Regions from separate parts of the Mus musculus genome. Here all the other regions are linked to region 4. Evidence: chromatin contacts called from public Hi-C, HiChIP or PLAC-seq and Micro-C data. All regions are on one chromosome and are shown on one strand. The core of a region is the stretch at or near the end of the contact, and the rest is flanking DNA. Distances in the headings are between cores, read along the strand shown. Region 1 has its middle 70 kb from the start of 9130015L21Rik. Region 2 holds the start of Top1 (topoisomerase (DNA) I). Region 3 has its middle 28 kb from the start of 9130015L21Rik. Region 4 holds the start of Mafb (v-maf musculoaponeurotic fibrosarcoma oncogene family, protein B (avian)). Region 5 holds the start of Plcg1 (phospholipase C, gamma 1).

Region 1 (2,865 bases), core at 2-2,501, 280 kb after region 4:
GAGACCACCTATGTGAGTTATCACCATGGAGATGGGGTCCATGTCAGCCTTTCTCATTCTTAACCCCTCAGCGCTAAGTGTTTTGGCGTGTGGTAGGCCCCCAGTACATGTTTGATCAAGGAAGAGATTTCAACAAACTGAGAAGTGGCCAAGGGCCCAAGGACCCCAGTGGGAATTTTAGGTGAAAGCAAATCTCATTAACATGTAGGGATTTCCTTGAAGCTTTTTAAATTCTCAATGCGTATTATCGTTCTTAGTAAAAGTATCAAAGTTCATAAAGATGCTATGCCAAGATGTTAATTATAGTTACCAGGTAATGTAGTCCCCTCCTTCTCACCTCTTTACAGACATTTCAGTCCATGATCCATTGGTCTTGTTGCTCTGGGTCTGGGGGTGGCTCTGGGGCAGCATATCCTGGAAGGAATGAGAGGGTTAAAGAAACTTTCGTGTTTCGCTGTAGCCAATAGGTAAAGAAAGAGAAGAGGACGAGCTAGGATAGCAAACTCACCCAGTGTATTACTTGGCAGAGATCTCACTTCTTTACTTCTATTCCTTCTCTCTCTCCTCTCTTTCTTTTATTGTATTTGCATGAAGAGAAAGCTGGAAAAATCTGTTCAATGCTAATTTTTTTTGGACTACTGAAATTTTGTCTACATTTTTGGTAATCTTCTATATTATATAAAAGTTTACTATTTATTATAAACTTGTATTGTTAAGAGATATTAGTCAGTAATGATTTAAATTAAAATGTGTATGCTTTTTGAAAACTATGAGTTAGAGGCATTGAGCCTATCTGACCTCAAACCCTACAGAATGAGTGAGAGGACACATTGGCTATGATTTGCATTTTCCCCTGAAGTGTGAGTTCTGAAGAGCCCCTGACTTCTGTCTCAGACAATGACTTTCTGGTCACAAAATACACAACATTGAAGATCAATGTGCCACCCACTTGTACTTCTGACACATGACCTGGGTACTTTATATTTTGAATCCCAGACAGCAGACAATATGACATCCATATACATGGTTAGACCTGCATTTAGGATTAAGTCCTGTGATCCCCTAAAAATCTTTAAGTCATTGCCCCCCACCCCGGGTTTATGGACAAACATAGGGTATATAAACAAAAGGGAAAGAGCAGCTTGTGTTTATAATAGATCTCATGATGCTTTGGGGTGACTAGAGGCCATGCGTGTTTACTCTTTAGGCAAGAGCTGGCCTGAGTGGAACTTCCCAGCCTGTGCTTCTGGTGAACTTAACTATTTCTCAGAAAATCTTAGCTCTGCTTTTATTTCCATCCCTTATTTCTAGATAGGATCTTCTTGAAGGGCTCTGCGTTTACAAAGCGAGCTCCCATGCCTTTCTTGTGAAATGCCTTTCTCTGGCTCCTTGATTGACCCTGCTATAGCCATAAACACCAGGGGTGTATAAAGCCCCCAAGAATACAGAGAAACAACCTCCTTGGTAGTTAGTGAAGCCGTGTGAGACAGCCTTTGGGTGGTGCACTGAGGACAGTGGTGATGCAAAGCCATTCTTGGCTAACTTCTAAAATCTCTCGGGAGATTTCTCTTCTGTGCGGTTAGTCATTGTGAAGGAGATGCACTGAAGACCCAGAGGAATTCTGAGTTTCTAGGGAAATTCTGATTTGGCCCAGGCTACAGTCATTGTGTAATGAGAAGCCACCAGCAGGGCTTTCTGGCTAGAAACATCAGAACTAATCATTGCTTAAGTAGGAAATAAGCTTTTGCTACTTTCTTCTGTTTAGAATTAGATAATAGTTGTTTCTATAGAACGTCTCAAACATCTACACCTACCCAGTCTTCCAAATACCCTTAAGAAATTTCTATCTCTGTCTATTTATTACACGTGCTGTCGAAAGGTTAATTTCATAGTATGTTTTAAGACCCTTTCCTACATTCCTCCTCTCCTACCAGACTGGAAGCAGTGAAGAACTGATGTTTTGAATGTGTTCTTCTGATTATGATCAGGAGCGCTCTAGATGTTCCTGGGAAGTGGCAGGATGGATACATGAGTCAAAACCTGTTTCCCCGAGAGCCTTTTGTCTTTGTATATTGCTTCTCTGACAGAACCAGAGAGACAGGAAGTGAAATTCCAAGGGATCTCAAGTCCCAGAGACACTAAGAAGATCCAAAATCTTGAAAGAAATTTTATATTTTCTTTCTCTCATATTTTCTACAAGCCGCACCTAGACAATTGGGCAAATCTCGACAGCTGTGGCATTTCCCGTTATCTTCCCTTCCCAGAGAAGACATCAAGCGTCAGGCCAGTTGGGAGCTAGTCTTTCTGGATGCTGATGTGAGGAAGTGGAAATGATTCAGATTTCTGCCCTACAGCCAGGGACAGAGCAGTGGAGGCAAAGAGATTCTAATGTCGAGTTACACGGGCGGATGATGGCAAAAGGCAGAAGCCCAGAGGGTCCATTGTATGGTGTTCTCTTTTATGCGGAGGGCATTGCATGGCTTTCGTGGAGTGAGATCTTTGATATCGAAATTCGCACATAGGGCAGTTTCCAAACATACCCCTTCCCCACCCCCACCCCCAGCCACACCCGTAATGTGAAGAAAGTCAAAGCTTTTTAGAAACTAAACGTGGTTTTCTTAAGATGTTCAAATGGCATAGTGACTTCCTCACTATGACCCTGGATCTTTTCTCCTAATTGGCCATTAACTTGTAAAAAAAAAAAAAAAAAAAAAAAGAGAAGAATTATTCTGAATCATTTTACCAAGGAACGTGACTTGGTGTAAAGAAGATTGTGGTCAGTGAAACTTCTAAGAAACCCGAGGGCTAACAGTACTGGAATGCTTTGCACAAGATCCTGAAGTTCGTAAAACAGACTGCCTTGCA
Region 2 (3,158 bases), core at 524-3,023, 280 kb before region 4:
TTCAATAAATAAAATCTTTTTTAAAACTCCCTATGACCCCAAAGAAAAGGCCAGCACACCATGTCTAAATGAGCAATTCAGCAACCTTTCGGAACAAGCACAATAAACTGTGTCTCAAAAATAACCCAAAAAACAAAAAACTCTACCTTGCCACAATAGGAAGTTCTGGTCACTAATACTTTTAATTTTTTTTAAAGAATATATGCTCAAGTCCAACACTCACACTAGATGACACACAGACAACCTGAAAACTTTTTTAAAGGGAGTTATCTTTGCAAACAGCACAACTTGGGAAAACAATCCCAAAATACAAAGAACTCCACAAAAGATGGCTTTAGTTTCAAGAACTGTAACTGCTATTATAAACATCTCACCATTTAAAAAATAAAAGGACTAAAAACAAAAAACAAAAGAAACAAAAAAAACCCATAAAACCCTTAGCTGCCTAAGGGAATCTTTCGTTCTGGAATCACAAAAATTAAAAAAGAAGAAGAAAGCAAGCAAACATGAAGCAGAAAGCAAGTAACTTCCAAAATAAAGTTCTATTAAGAAAAAATAAAAGATAATTCCGTCCCTAAGCCTTCCTTCTTTGGTGAGGTCTGTGATTTATATGGCTCTGCTCTGCAGAAAGCTCTTTCTGGACAGCTCAAGGAAGGAGCTGAGGGAGGGAGAGAAAGACACAGGCACAGAAAGGAGAGGAGAGAGAAAAAGAAAATGGCGCAGAGACTAAGTCCCGACCGTCGACAAGGCGACTTTCCCGGGAAGAATCCCGGCGGAGAAAGGCCGCCCGAGACCCAGCGACGGTCGACGCGGGGTCTCCGGTGCCCCCTCTGGAGAAGGCCGTGATCTGGGGGTGCTGAGACCCCGGGAAAGGGGGTCCAGAGGCGGCCCGATGGGAACAATGGGGCCGGTGAGCGAGGAGCCGGGACTTAGTCTCTGGGACGCCATGTCTGTCCTCTGCCCGGCTCCGGCCCGGCGCGGGGGAGGCAGGCAGCGGCGTGTGGGGACACTTGGGGCGGGGCGGGGGGCACACTCACCATTCAATCGGAAATCCGCTTCGATCTGAGGAAAGAAAAGGAGGGAAGATGAAACAACCGGCACATGAAGCCCCGGGGCGGCGGACGAGAGCGCGCGGCCGGGGGCCGGGGCTCGGGCCCACCCGGCGCCCCGGAACCCAGAGGCCCGCGAATGGCCTACCCGGGGCTGCCATCCCCCCACCAAACTCCAACTTGACGGCTCCGCCCGGGACCCGGCCATCCAAGCGACTCCAACCGGCCGCCCCTCATCGCAGACTCGGGCCTGTCAACCCGGCGCGGCCGGCTGGGGCTGGGACCGGGGCCCTGGCCGGGGCCGGAGCCGGCCCGGGCCCGAGCAGCTGGGGACGAGTCGGGGGCCGGCTGGTCGCACCTGGGAATCGTTGTGGAGATGGTCCCCGCTCATGTCGGCCGGCGTGCGAACGCTGCGGGCTCAGAGGCAGCGCGGGGGAAGAGAGGCGGACGGCAGGGACGGCCTGAACGGGCGGACGAAGCTCCTGAGAAGCACGAACAGACGGCGACAGCAGCCACCGGCCCGAGACTCCCGGGACAGTGGAGGAGGCAGCGGCGGTAGCGACGCGACTGACAGACTGCCGGGCGGGCGGACAGCGAGAACAGACCCCAGCAGTTGTGTAACAGCCTAAGTTCGCATTTCCCCTCACTGCGCCTGCGCGGCCGCTTTTAAATGGGACGTCGTCGTCGACGTCAGCGCTCGTGGAAAGAGGCTGAGGGTTGCGGCGGGTCTCTTAGAGGTCCGGGAGACAGAGCCGGTTTTGCCTCGCAAGTTCCGCCCCTTTATTAGCATACGGACTTAACTCCGCCCACTCTCTGCTTTCTGCCTTGCTACGGGACTGGCGTTCTCAGAGGCGGGACACCGGCTCTAGCAGCACGCAGGCGCAGCGTGGACACCGCCTCTGGACCTTGGACACCCGGGCGGCCACGTGGTAGGCCTTTAAAGGCCGCGGCGGGACCCAGCTAAGCTGGCCAGGGACCGTGTCTCCAGCTTCTGCATCTCTAGAGCCAGACAAGTTTGATCCGCACGTACCTTGGCTGCCCCGATCTTAGTTCACCAGCAGCCGTAAGGCATTTAGCTGGAGTCTCCTCACAGCCTTTGTCCAGACTTCTGGAATACTTCACATCCATTTATTTATTATTTATTCTTTTTTTTTGTAGGGGGGGGTGTTCGAGACAGGGTTTCTCTGTGTAGCCCTGACTGTCCTGGAACTCACTCAGTAGACCAGGCTGGCCTCGAACTCAGAAATCCTCCTGCCTCTGCCTCCCACGTGCTGGGATTGAAGGCGTGCGCCACCACCGCCCAGCACTTCACACCCATTTTTAAAAATTATTTTAATTTTTCAGTCAGGTTTAGCTCCAGTTTACAGTCATGTAGCCCTGTGTCACAAGTACCCTACTGCATTTGTTCTTTTTATAAACATTTATTAAGCGCCTACTGTGAGACAGGAATTAGTTTGATGTGAGAGGGCTAATATTCCAAATCAAAGGGAATTGGACCCCCAGGTAAATGGATCCTGGTTCTAACCAGGACTGTACCCTGAGAGAACTTTATTTAGGGAACACCATACTATAAGGTCTGCCCTGACTCCTCACAGTCCTGGGTGTGGACCATCGACCACTATCAAACTGTCTTGAGGGATTAATGACATTAGCAATTGGATTTGCAAGAACATCCCAGGCTGAATTCATCTCCAGTCTGGCTCAATCCCCCATATAAATAAATTCGGAAAATGTTCATAAACATTGAGTGATAAACACTTAGGGTTAATTCTTGTGAATATTTCAAAACTCAAGCCAGCTGGGCAGTGGTGGCATACGCCTTTAATCCCAACAGTTGAGAGGCAGAGGCAGGCGGATTTCTGAGTTCGAGGCCAGCCTGATCTACAGAGTGAGTTCCAGGACAACCAGGGCTACTTAGAGAAACTGTCCCGAAAAACCAAGCTTGAAGTGCTGCACGCCCCTTTCCGCATGCTGTACCCATGTGCCTCTCTCCTTTATAACAGTTATCACAGTTGTTAAGTTACCCATATGGGAGCTAGTGACTTCTTTTCTGTCTCCTTTATATAATTCGAGGTCAGTGAGGGTTAGGACCTCTCCATCTTGTTCAGC
Region 3 (2,899 bases), core at 310-2,809, 320 kb after region 4:
ATAGTGAAAGAAGTCATAACACACCTCCCCAATCGGCCAGCGCAGCAAAGCAGGGTCGTAACTGAGTCAGAATTCATATCCGAAAGCATGGCTGGTATTTTAAAATAGTTTTCATGTGTCTATCATGTTTGTGTTTTGTTGTTTATGAAAAGTCTTTTTAAATAAAGGTTCACTATTTTATGAATCTTAAGATCTCTCTGGATCTGGCAGTACCTTTGCTCTCATGTGAGGGAGATTGAACATCTGAGATTGAGGCATGCAGTTGTCCATCTATATTGAAACTGCCCAGGCTCCATTGAGTCTAAAGGATCTGCAGTGTGCATTCAAAAGGAGATTTAAATGCTTTTGTGATGTGCGAAGCACTTGCATATTTCTGGTCTAGCTTATGGTGATGTGTGTGTGTGTGTGTGTGTGTGTGTGTGTGTGTGTGTGTGTGTTTGTGTGTGTGTGTGTGTGTAAATCAGGACAGAGTTGTTTGTTTGCCAAATGGAAGGGGTAGTCTGTAGACTTCATCTGCTCAATCAGAAACTACATGCCAGTAGATGGAGGATAAAGGAGATGGAATTCAAGACGACTTCAACCCTGGGCTAATTTCTTACTTCAGAATTTGGTCATGTATGGAAACGTCCAGGTAGAGGCTCCAGCAGCACAGAAGAGAATAAGGAAAGACGTCCCCCTCCCCAACCATATAGAATACATGCCAAATTACACTAAGTACACATTTCCATGGTCAGGTACTACACATGTTTGTCCATCTGTCTGTACACCATTCAGGATATGGCTGTAAGGACTCTTACTGATAATCCAAATAGCTCACTGAATCAATAAGTAGGTTTTGTCAAAGAGCCAGGAAGGTGTGCTGAATTGATAACTGTTTGGAACCTTTGGTTCTAAACCTTCTTTTCCCAAGTCACAGAAAATGGAGGGAGAGAGAAGCACCAACTCTTTCCTCATGCCATGGCTCTTCTCATCCATCCATCACAAGCTACCAACAGACCATAACACCCTGACCATTCCTGGATGCTGAAAGAGGAGGTGGATCTTTTTTAAAATAGAAGAACTTGGCTACTTTTATAAAAAGAAATCACCTGCTAAATGTGTGGTCCCAGAAAGAAATGTCTCTGTAGACGGTGAAAGGACAGCCAGAGAGAGGCCCCAACCCTGGCATTCTGACCAGATTCCTGGCCACTTGCTGCTCAGTCACTAGGCTTGTACCTCACATCTGTTACATGCTCTGGGTGTGACGAGGGGGAATGTGCTTCCCCTCCCTGAGCCATAGTTCCTCATTTACAGACTGCAGAGTTTAGATTTCTCAGATCTCTCCCCTCCCCAATGCCTTAAAAAGCCCAGGTTATGAATTCGGAGACTCCGTGTAAAAGAAATGGGGGAAGTCAAGACAGGACAGGGCTTGTATTTAGGTGCTAAAAAAACAGGGACAAGTGACCACACCTCTTGCCAGTCTGGAAAATAAATCTACAAGGATCTGATCTGGGTTCCACAGATGACAGTGGAGTGTCCTACAAGGGGGTAATCAGTCACACAGGGTCAGGTTCTAGGCAGGTCGCCTCACTTAGAGAATGGCACCAATGTGTAGGCTGAACAGGTGTTTGAGGCCCAGCCAAGTGGATTGGAGGTCAGGCTGGGGCTTCAGTTCTAAAAACAGAGCCCAAGTGCAAAGCAGGCCTGAGGCAGAGCCCAACCATCCAGAGGCTCCAACATTGCTGGTGTGGCCACTGATGCCCAGACTCTTGGAGCAGGGGTTGCTGTATCTAGCGGAGAAAGAACTGTATCCAGGGTGACCTACCTTCTCAGGGCAAGGACAGCTTAGAGTCCAAGATGGAAGGTTGGAAAAGCTGGAACGGGATGCTTAGAACGGAAATCAGTGGTTCTTTTTAAAGATAGATTAAAATTACAATAGCCTGCACAGGGAGTGTTCCCTACTTTGCTAACTTAGTCTAAGTGTGTCATCTGTGTAGGAACTTGTTAGCAGGCTAGTTTAGGTCTCTGATATATAAACTAATGTGCAAACAGACAATTGTTTACTTAACCAATAAAGTTATTTTTGGTTAAGATAAAAACATGAGAATATCTAGACTTTCAAGTGTGACCACTACCACAGAAGATTTCAGGCCAAGATACCATGGGAAGAAGGCAAGAGTAGAAAGCAGGGTGGGAAAACGTGTAAACAGTAGGAGGCCTTGGCCTGACTTCTTTTTGTGGACTTCATGTCAGCTCTCATTTATGTCAGGCTCGGGGGATTGAAGTTACTGTCTTGACTTTCCAGTCACCTTTGCACCTTTCCAACAAGGGTGCCACACCCCTAAACTGAAAATGATTGGGTGAATGTTGGGGTTTGAAGGAGAGTGGCCCCGATAGGCTTATGGATTTGAGTGTTTTGTGTCCAGTTGTTGGAACTGCTTAGGGAGTATTGGGAGAGTGGCCTTGTAGGAGGAGGTGTGTCAGTAGGGAGAGGCTTTGAGCTTTCAAGGGTGCTTGCCAGGATATAAGTTCTCAGCTACTGCTCCATTGCTATGCCTGCCTGCTTGCTGTTAGCCTTCTGAAACTGTAAGCAAGCTCCTTTTATAAGTGCCTTGGTAATGGTTATCTCTTCAGAGCAATAGAGCAGTAACTAAGTAACCAAGACAGTAACTTTTTCCTTTCCTTTCCTTTCCTTTCCTTTCCTTTCCTTTCCTTTCCTTTCCTTTCCTTTCCTTTCCTTTCCTTTCCTTTCCTTTCCTTTCCTTTCCTTTCTTTTCTCCCTCCCTCCCTCCCTCCCTCCCTCCCTCCCTCCCTCCCTCCCTCCGTCCCTCCCTCCCTCCCTCCCTCCCTCCTTCCTTCCTTCATTCCTTCCTTCCTTCCTTCCTTCCTTCCTTCCTTCCTTCCTTCCTTCCTTCCTTCC
Region 4 (3,165 bases), core at 239-2,738:
GGGGTCGGGGTCTGAGGAAAGTCCCACATTTCCTGCCCTTCTGGCCCAGGGCAGGGAGTCTCTGTCGGCGCCCAACAGCCCTGTCTGAAAGCCCAGTGTTCTGCCTTCCTCCTCCCGTCTGCGTTCCGGAGAAGTTTCTCATCCGGTAGCCCTGAACCTTCGTCACCTGGCGTTTTCAGTTTAGAATACTGATCTTCCCAGCTCAGGACCTTTCCTGAGAGGAGTAGCCCACAAGCACACCTGGAAGGCTTGCATATGGAATTTCAGAAAAGGTGAGCAGAGAGGGTTAGTGGTTGAGTCCAAAGATGGGGTCGGAGGGCCTGTGCATAGTTCCAGAGGAGTCTGCCCTGGCTTTCAGGCCGCACACAGCCTGCGTTCAGGCCTGGCTTGGCCGGATCAGTTAGCTGGACCTGCACGGGTCCGAGACGCCATCCAAGCCTTCCCTCCCGCAAAGAACAAACCGGTTCAGGGCGCCGTTGCGCACCGTGGCCACTTGGGGTCGCACTTTATGCCTGTTTGAATCTCCTTGCAGCCGTCAGAAGCTTGGATCAGCTTAATCCTTACAAAACGTTCAGACAAAAACAGGGCCGGGTTCCCCAGCATCCCAGAGCCACTGAGTGCACAGACCGGTGTTGGTCTCGGCTCTGAGCCTCGGAGTTGTAAGGTTTCCACACGACTGGCAAGTGAAAGGTATTCAGAGCCTTTGGGCCAACTCTGTTTGTTTGTTTATCTTCTTTGGGAGCGTTTGGGGGTGTGTGTGGGGGGGTGGCGAATGCACGGAGCTGCGAGACCACTGGAGCTCTGTCTTCTGAGCTCAATCACTGAACCGGCTAAGAGAGGAACAGCGTCTCTTGGCCCGAGGAACCTTCCTAGAGGTTAAGAGTTAGATCTGAACAGAACTCTTGGAGCCCCAACCCCGCCCTCCCCCACCGCATACATTAGCGCAGACAGAGCTACCGAAACACAGGCACGCACCACACACATTCACTCGGCCCGCGGCGCCGAGGACACACGGAGCGTCGCCCACTGGGCGGGGGCCGCTTGGGAACAAAGGGCCAGGGAAGCGACATCCCGGGCGCTTATTCTGAGCCTACTTGGGGGTGACACGGGCCGAGGGTGGGAGTGTAAAGAGTATGTAGGGAGGCGTGAGTGCAGACAGCGGGGTGGGAACGGCGGCTTGGTCCAGAAGTGGGGCGCGCACTGAAGGCAAGCGTGCGGGAACCTCGACTCAGAGGGTGTTGGGGGTTGGGACCAGGCGGTCCGTCCCACTCGGCTCCAGCCCTCCTCCAGGCCTCAACGGCTTCGGGGCTCCTCCGGTCTCCAGTCAGCTGACGCGGGGGGGCGGGGGAGCTGTCAGGCACGCCCCGCCCAGCGTCGCTGGGCCGCGGGGGCCGTGCAGCCATTGGCCAACACGCCGGGCCGCTTGGGCCCCCGCGCTCCAGTGACATCAGGAAGCGATAAAAGGCGGCGGCGGCGCCAGCTCCTGCACAGCTGCACCGCCGGGCTGCGAGCGGCTGCAAGCAAGAAAGCCCTAGAGCCAAAGAGTCGGAGAGCGAGCGGCGGGCGCTTGCCCCGCGCCTCCCCTCTGCCCCTGCGCGCACCTCGCCGGCTTCTCTACCCTGCCCCGGCTCGACCTGACTCGTTCCCGGCGCGCTCGCAGCCCCAAGCTCCGGGGCAGCTCAGGCAGCCTCGGGAGGACTCTCCGGCGCGCCGCCGCGTCCCCAGACAAAGGCTTGGCCGGCGGCCCCGGCCCGCTGCGCCCTCGGCTCCCCGCCTCCCCGGCTTGCCGCTCTTCGCCCCCGCGTTTGGCTCGGCGCGTCCCGGCCGGCCGCAAAGTTTTCCCCGCGGCAGCGGCGGCTGAGCCTCGCTTTTAGCGATGGCCGCGGAGCTGAGCATGGGGCAAGAGCTGCCCACCAGCCCGCTGGCCATGGAGTACGTCAACGACTTCGACCTTCTCAAGTTCGACGTGAAGAAGGAGCCCCTGGGGCGCGCGGAGCGTCCGGGCCGGCCATGCACACGCCTGCAGCCTGCTGGCTCGGTGTCGTCCACCCCGCTCAGCACTCCGTGCAGCTCCGTGCCTTCTTCTCCCAGCTTCAGTCCGACTGAACCGAAGACCCATCTCGAGGACCTGTACTGGATGGCGAGCAACTACCAGCAGATGAACCCCGAGGCACTCAACCTGACGCCCGAGGACGCGGTGGAGGCGCTCATCGGTTCGCACCCAGTGCCCCAGCCGCTGCAGAGCTTCGACGGCTTCCGTAGTGCGCACCACCATCACCACCACCACCACCCTCATCCGCACCACGGGTACCCAGGAGCAGGTGTGACTCACGATGACCTGGGCCAGCACGCTCACCCGCACCATCACCATCATCACCAAGCGTCGCCCCCGCCGTCCAGCGCTGCCAGTCCCGCGCAACAGCTACCCACTAGCCACCCGGGGCCGGGACCGCACGCAACAGCCGCGGCGACGGCTGCGGGCGGCAACGGTAGTGTGGAGGACCGCTTCTCTGATGACCAGCTGGTGTCCATGTCGGTGCGTGAGCTGAACCGCCACCTGCGGGGCTTCACCAAGGACGAGGTGATCCGCCTGAAGCAGAAGCGGCGGACCCTGAAGAACCGGGGCTACGCCCAGTCGTGCAGGTATAAACGCGTCCAGCAGAAACATCACCTGGAGAACGAGAAGACGCAGCTCATTCAGCAGGTGGAGCAGCTTAAGCAGGAGGTGTCCCGGCTGGCCCGCGAGAGAGACGCCTACAAGGTCAAGTGCGAGAAACTCGCCAACTCCGGCTTCAGGGAGGCGGGCTCCACCAGCGACAGCCCCTCCTCTCCTGAGTTCTTTCTGTGAGTCCTGGCGGGTCCGGCCCCCGCCCTTGCCCTGGCCCAGACTCCCTATTCTGCGCCCCTAGCCCTGGACTCCCTGTCCCTGCCATGGCCCCGGCCTTGACCTGTTTGACTTGAGCTAGAGGGAGGAAGGACGCGCGGGTCGCGGGAGTCAGGCGGGAGCACGGGCGGGCAGAGAACCTTGGCTAAGAAGAGGGCAGCTCAGGGCGGCGCAGCCTCTTAGACTTGGGCAGAGTTAGAGAAACCCGGGCGGGTGCGAGGTCCGGGAGTAACTTTTCTCCAAGCTGGAAGGCCGCGAGGCTTATTCCAAGGAGTCGCCAA
Region 5 (2,919 bases), core at 352-2,851, 360 kb before region 4:
CAAAACTCCTGACTTACTTCTCCCACCAGAGACTTGTGTGTAAACCCACCACACTCAGGTCTGGGAAGGCTACGACAGGAAACCAGAGGAGCAACTCTGGGCTACCCTGTGGTCACGAGAACATCCAACACAAAGGGCTGGACCTCAAAACCCAAGGCCAGGGAACCTTTCTGAATGCAAGCTCCTTGTTATATGCTGCAAGGGCAAAGGAGCCCTGGCTCTAGCTTTGGATGGCTGCCTAGCACCATGGACCTCCAAAATTCAGATCTGGGGCAAAAAAAAAAAAAAAAAAAAAAACCATCCACGGGACATGGGGAGGGGGAAGCAGTCACGGTTTTAGCTTTCATACCCCATCCTCCCAAAGAAGAGGGAGATGAGTAGGCCCGCTCTGCTCCACAACCAGCCCTACCCCAACATCTGCCTAAGTTCTACATGAGGATTCCAAAGGTTCTTGCGCCAATAAGCCCATCCCGGAGCTCTTAGGAGTTTTCACAGACAGCACACTCTGGAGAAATGGCAGTGGGCAGGAAGATCTTGTCGGTTCCCCAGGTTCTCAGGTTGGATGAGGGGGTCCCTGTCTTGGCTTCCCCTCACAGCCACTGACAGCCGCCCGATGCTAAGGGCCGGAATCCCACTCCACTTGTCCAACCAGTGAGGACTCTTAGGCCTCAGGGCAAAGTGCCTGGAACACTCCCCCCCTACTGGGGGAGGGGGTGTCCTATCAGGTGATCCAAGACCCGGATGCCCCCCTCCACCCGCCCCAGAGTGACCACCAGGGACTGGGCGGAGACGGGGCGCCAGGCGCGAGGCCCGAAAGTTTGCCCAAGTGTTTGGGAGGCGGGCAGGCGCGAGGCAGGCCGGAGTGGGGCGCACTTACTGGACCCCTCGATTTTGTCCGCGCCGCGGCTCCATGTGATCTGGCGCGTCTCCAACTTGACCTGGAAGGTCTTCCGTTCTGGCCGCTGCGACTTCTTGGAGTAGAACAAAGTCATGACGGTGCCCACCTCGAGGCTGCGGCAGAGGTGCAGCACCTCGGCTTCGGAGGGTGCGCCAGGCCCGCAGCCGTTGGCGCAGGGGGTCGCGACGCCCGCCATGCTGCAGCGACCTCGGCGACGCAAGCCGGCGGGCCCGGAGCGGCGGAGGCGGAGGCGGTGGCGGCGGCCGGGGAGGCGAGCGGGACCCGGTGGCAGCTCCTGCGGGCGGACGCGGGGCGGGGACTGAGCGCGGGGGCGGGGCGGGGTGAGGCTCCGCCCTCAGCGCGCCGGGAACAAAGACGCTCCTGGGGACGACCCCCGCCCACCGCCGCGCCTGCGCCCCGCAACCCGGGGCAGGCCGCAGCGGGCGGACCTGGACACCTCGGTTCGGCCGAGCTTTCCCCGCGCAGGCCTGACACAACGCGGGGCACGGCCGCCCGTCACGCACGCAACCCCGCCCACAGGCTGCGGCCCGTCGGTCCGACGCGCGCACGGGCCTCCGGCCCACACGGGACCCGCCGCGGCAGTGTGCACGCCTCCCAGGGAGCGAGGGGGCTGCGCGACCCCCAGCCCTCCCGCCGAACCCGGTTACCTGGCAAGGCTGCCGGGCGGAGGGAGCCGCGCCAGCCTGGCCTCCTCACACCCGCGGTGGCGGCGGGGGCGGGCCCTCCGCGCACCCTCTCCGGGGAGGGGCGCACTCGTGGATTGGCTAACAGGCCGTGAGTGACAGCACGCCTGCCACGCCCCCTCTGCGCAGACGTCTTTTGCAAGGGCTTGAGCAGACAGACGGGTTCTAGGGTGGCCTTGGAGTGTGGCCTCTGGGGAGGGGGCCACGCAGGTGTGGGCAGGGCCCTCAGACTCTCGGACGCGGGTCCGGTGGCCTTCGAGGCCTCTCGCGTGGTCCGCTGCCCTCCTCACGCTCCGCCCGCGCCCTACCTGCACTTAGTCTCCGAAGCTCTGGTTTGTCCTCTGCCTCATTTTCCTCTGGACTCAGTGCTGGGCCAGTTGCAGGGTGGCTTCCCCTCTGCGCAGACACAGGTGACCCCAATCCTGGGTCTCCCCTGACCTCCCGACCCAGGCATCTCGTCATCTGCGCCACAGCCTTGCTTGCCATCCTCATCACATGGCCCCTTTCACCCGCTACACCTTCTCTATATGGCAGTGAACTCCTGAATTTGGAAGACCCCACACCTTGCAAGAACCTTTTTTCTTCTCTCCCTCATCCCTAAGTAATCCACTGAGGCTCTTCCCTCCTGCCTTTGGGGCTCTCTCCACTCTACGCACGATCCTGAGGACCCCTCTTCTCTCTGTGTACACTATCCTCTTGGGTCTTGCCTGCATCTGAGCTTCAGAATTTACCACTAAAGCCTTTGAAATTGCGTACGTGAATTCCCACTGTGCTTCAAATCAGCACAGCTTCGTGGCCCAGCAGTCCTGTCTTGCCTTCCCCTATCTCTCCTGCTTCATCCCTCACCGCGGACTTTGCCTCTATTCTCCAGACATGACACCTGTCTGTGACTGTTAAATAACTTAAAATCAATCTTCCAAAAGCCGTTCTCTGAACAGCACGGGTAAACCCGAGGGCATCCCTTGATCCTGCCGTCTGGCCAATGATGAGCAGACAGTTAGTTGGACAGCTACCCTGCAGCTCTGGACAGCATCTGCATTTCAGAGGTGAGAAGTCCCACACAACATCCCCTTGCAGGAAAGCTCCCCTGGGATTCCTGAGACTAGAATTTGTGATGTATGGGTTTGGACAACCCACCCACCTGGGCCACCTTCGCTTTGCCAGGCAAATAGTGACAGATGCGCTATTTCCCTTGAGGGTGGTCTCAAGAACGTCCGAATTCTGTATACCACTGAGGAACTTTGTCCTGAGGGACTGGGGAGTTGAGATAGACTGACTGCCACCTAGTGACAGGCCTCTGATGTAGGCGGAAACTGG

What was found. Hi-C and Micro-C count contacts between places; a contact is called where the count stands out from the background. HiChIP or PLAC-seq counts read pairs in DNA pulled down with a chosen protein or histone mark.
Region 1: a Hi-C map of 3T3-L1-derived adipocytes shows a contact between it and region 4, with 2.8 times the contacts expected there. The contact joins the enhancer-like site here to the promoter of Mafb in region 4. A contact is called at or near these places in 3 of 39 promoter capture datasets (HPC-7-derived erythroid cells, embryonic stem cells and liver), 1 of 15 datasets of contacts at CTCF or cohesin (the NIH/3T3 cell line), 5 of 484 Hi-C or Micro-C datasets (3T3-L1-derived adipocytes, bone marrow-derived macrophages and nephron progenitors), 7 of 115 datasets of contacts at active chromatin or transcription factors (astrocytes, bone marrow-derived macrophages, craniofacial prominence and 3 more) and 3 of 9 other capture datasets (adipose tissue, liver and pancreatic islet).
Region 2: a Micro-C map of embryonic stem cells shows a contact between it and region 4, with 2.4 times the contacts expected there. The contact joins the promoter of Top1 here to the promoter of Mafb in region 4. A contact is called at or near these places in 3 of 39 promoter capture datasets (embryonic stem cells, hematopoietic stem and progenitor cells and liver), 3 of 484 Hi-C or Micro-C datasets (embryonic stem cells and rod photoreceptor) and 1 of 9 other capture datasets (adipose tissue).
Region 3: a contact with region 4 is called in an H3K4me3 HiChIP or PLAC-seq map of microglia, with 7 times the contacts expected there. The contact joins the enhancer-like site here to the promoter of Mafb in region 4. A contact is called at or near these places in 7 of 39 promoter capture datasets (cancer-associated fibroblasts, embryonic stem cells, epiblast stem cells and 3 more), 10 of 484 Hi-C or Micro-C datasets (the BV-2 cell line, bone marrow-derived macrophages, cerebral cortex and 7 more), 13 of 115 datasets of contacts at active chromatin or transcription factors (bone marrow-derived dendritic cells, bone marrow-derived macrophages, craniofacial prominence and 9 more) and 5 of 9 other capture datasets (adipose tissue, bone marrow-derived macrophages, embryonic stem cells and 2 more).
Region 5: a contact with region 4 is called in a Micro-C map of embryonic stem cells, with 2.8 times the contacts expected there. The contact joins the promoter of Plcg1 here to the promoter of Mafb in region 4. A contact is called at or near these places in 3 of 39 promoter capture datasets (embryonic stem cells, hippocampal neurons and liver) and 3 of 484 Hi-C or Micro-C datasets (embryonic stem cells and muscle stem cells).

The regions. Positions count from the first base shown.
Region 1 is chr2:160,084,942-160,087,806 of GRCm38.p6, reverse strand. No RefSeq gene overlaps it. Among named protein-coding and RNA genes, the nearest start is that of 9130015L21Rik, 70 kb to the right of the region's middle. Within about 2 kb of position 1,251, at least 9 of the 459 cell types and tissues checked have an H3K27ac peak or open chromatin away from gene starts, as enhancers often do. A contact at or near this core is called in 3T3-L1-derived adipocytes, where this site is marked.
Region 2 is chr2:160,644,512-160,647,669 of GRCm38.p6, reverse strand. Top1 (topoisomerase (DNA) I) reads right to left here and starts at 1,773. Exons shown (of 21, transcript NM_009408.2): 1 at 1,408-1,773; 2 at 1,038-1,062. The coding sequence starts at 1,440.
Region 3 is chr2:160,043,116-160,046,014 of GRCm38.p6, reverse strand. No RefSeq gene overlaps it. Among named protein-coding and RNA genes, the nearest start is that of 9130015L21Rik, 28 kb to the right of the region's middle. Within about 2 kb of position 1,559, at least 13 of the 459 cell types and tissues checked have an H3K27ac peak or open chromatin away from gene starts, as enhancers often do. A contact at or near this core is called in adipose tissue, microglia and myocytes, where this site is marked.
Region 4 is chr2:160,365,388-160,368,552 of GRCm38.p6, reverse strand. Mafb (v-maf musculoaponeurotic fibrosarcoma oncogene family, protein B (avian)) reads left to right here and starts at 1,488. Exons shown (of 1, transcript NM_010658.3): 1 at 1,488-3,165. The coding sequence starts at 1,877. The coding sequence ends at 2,848.
Region 5 is chr2:160,729,992-160,732,910 of GRCm38.p6, reverse strand. It overlaps Plcg1 (phospholipase C, gamma 1), which reads right to left and starts at 1,601. Exons shown (of 34, transcript NM_021280.3): 1 at 1,567-1,601; 2 at 878-1,193. The coding sequence starts at 1,094. Gm52567 (a long non-coding RNA gene) reads left to right here and starts at 2,164. Exons shown (of 2, transcript XR_003954082.1): 1 at 2,164-2,919.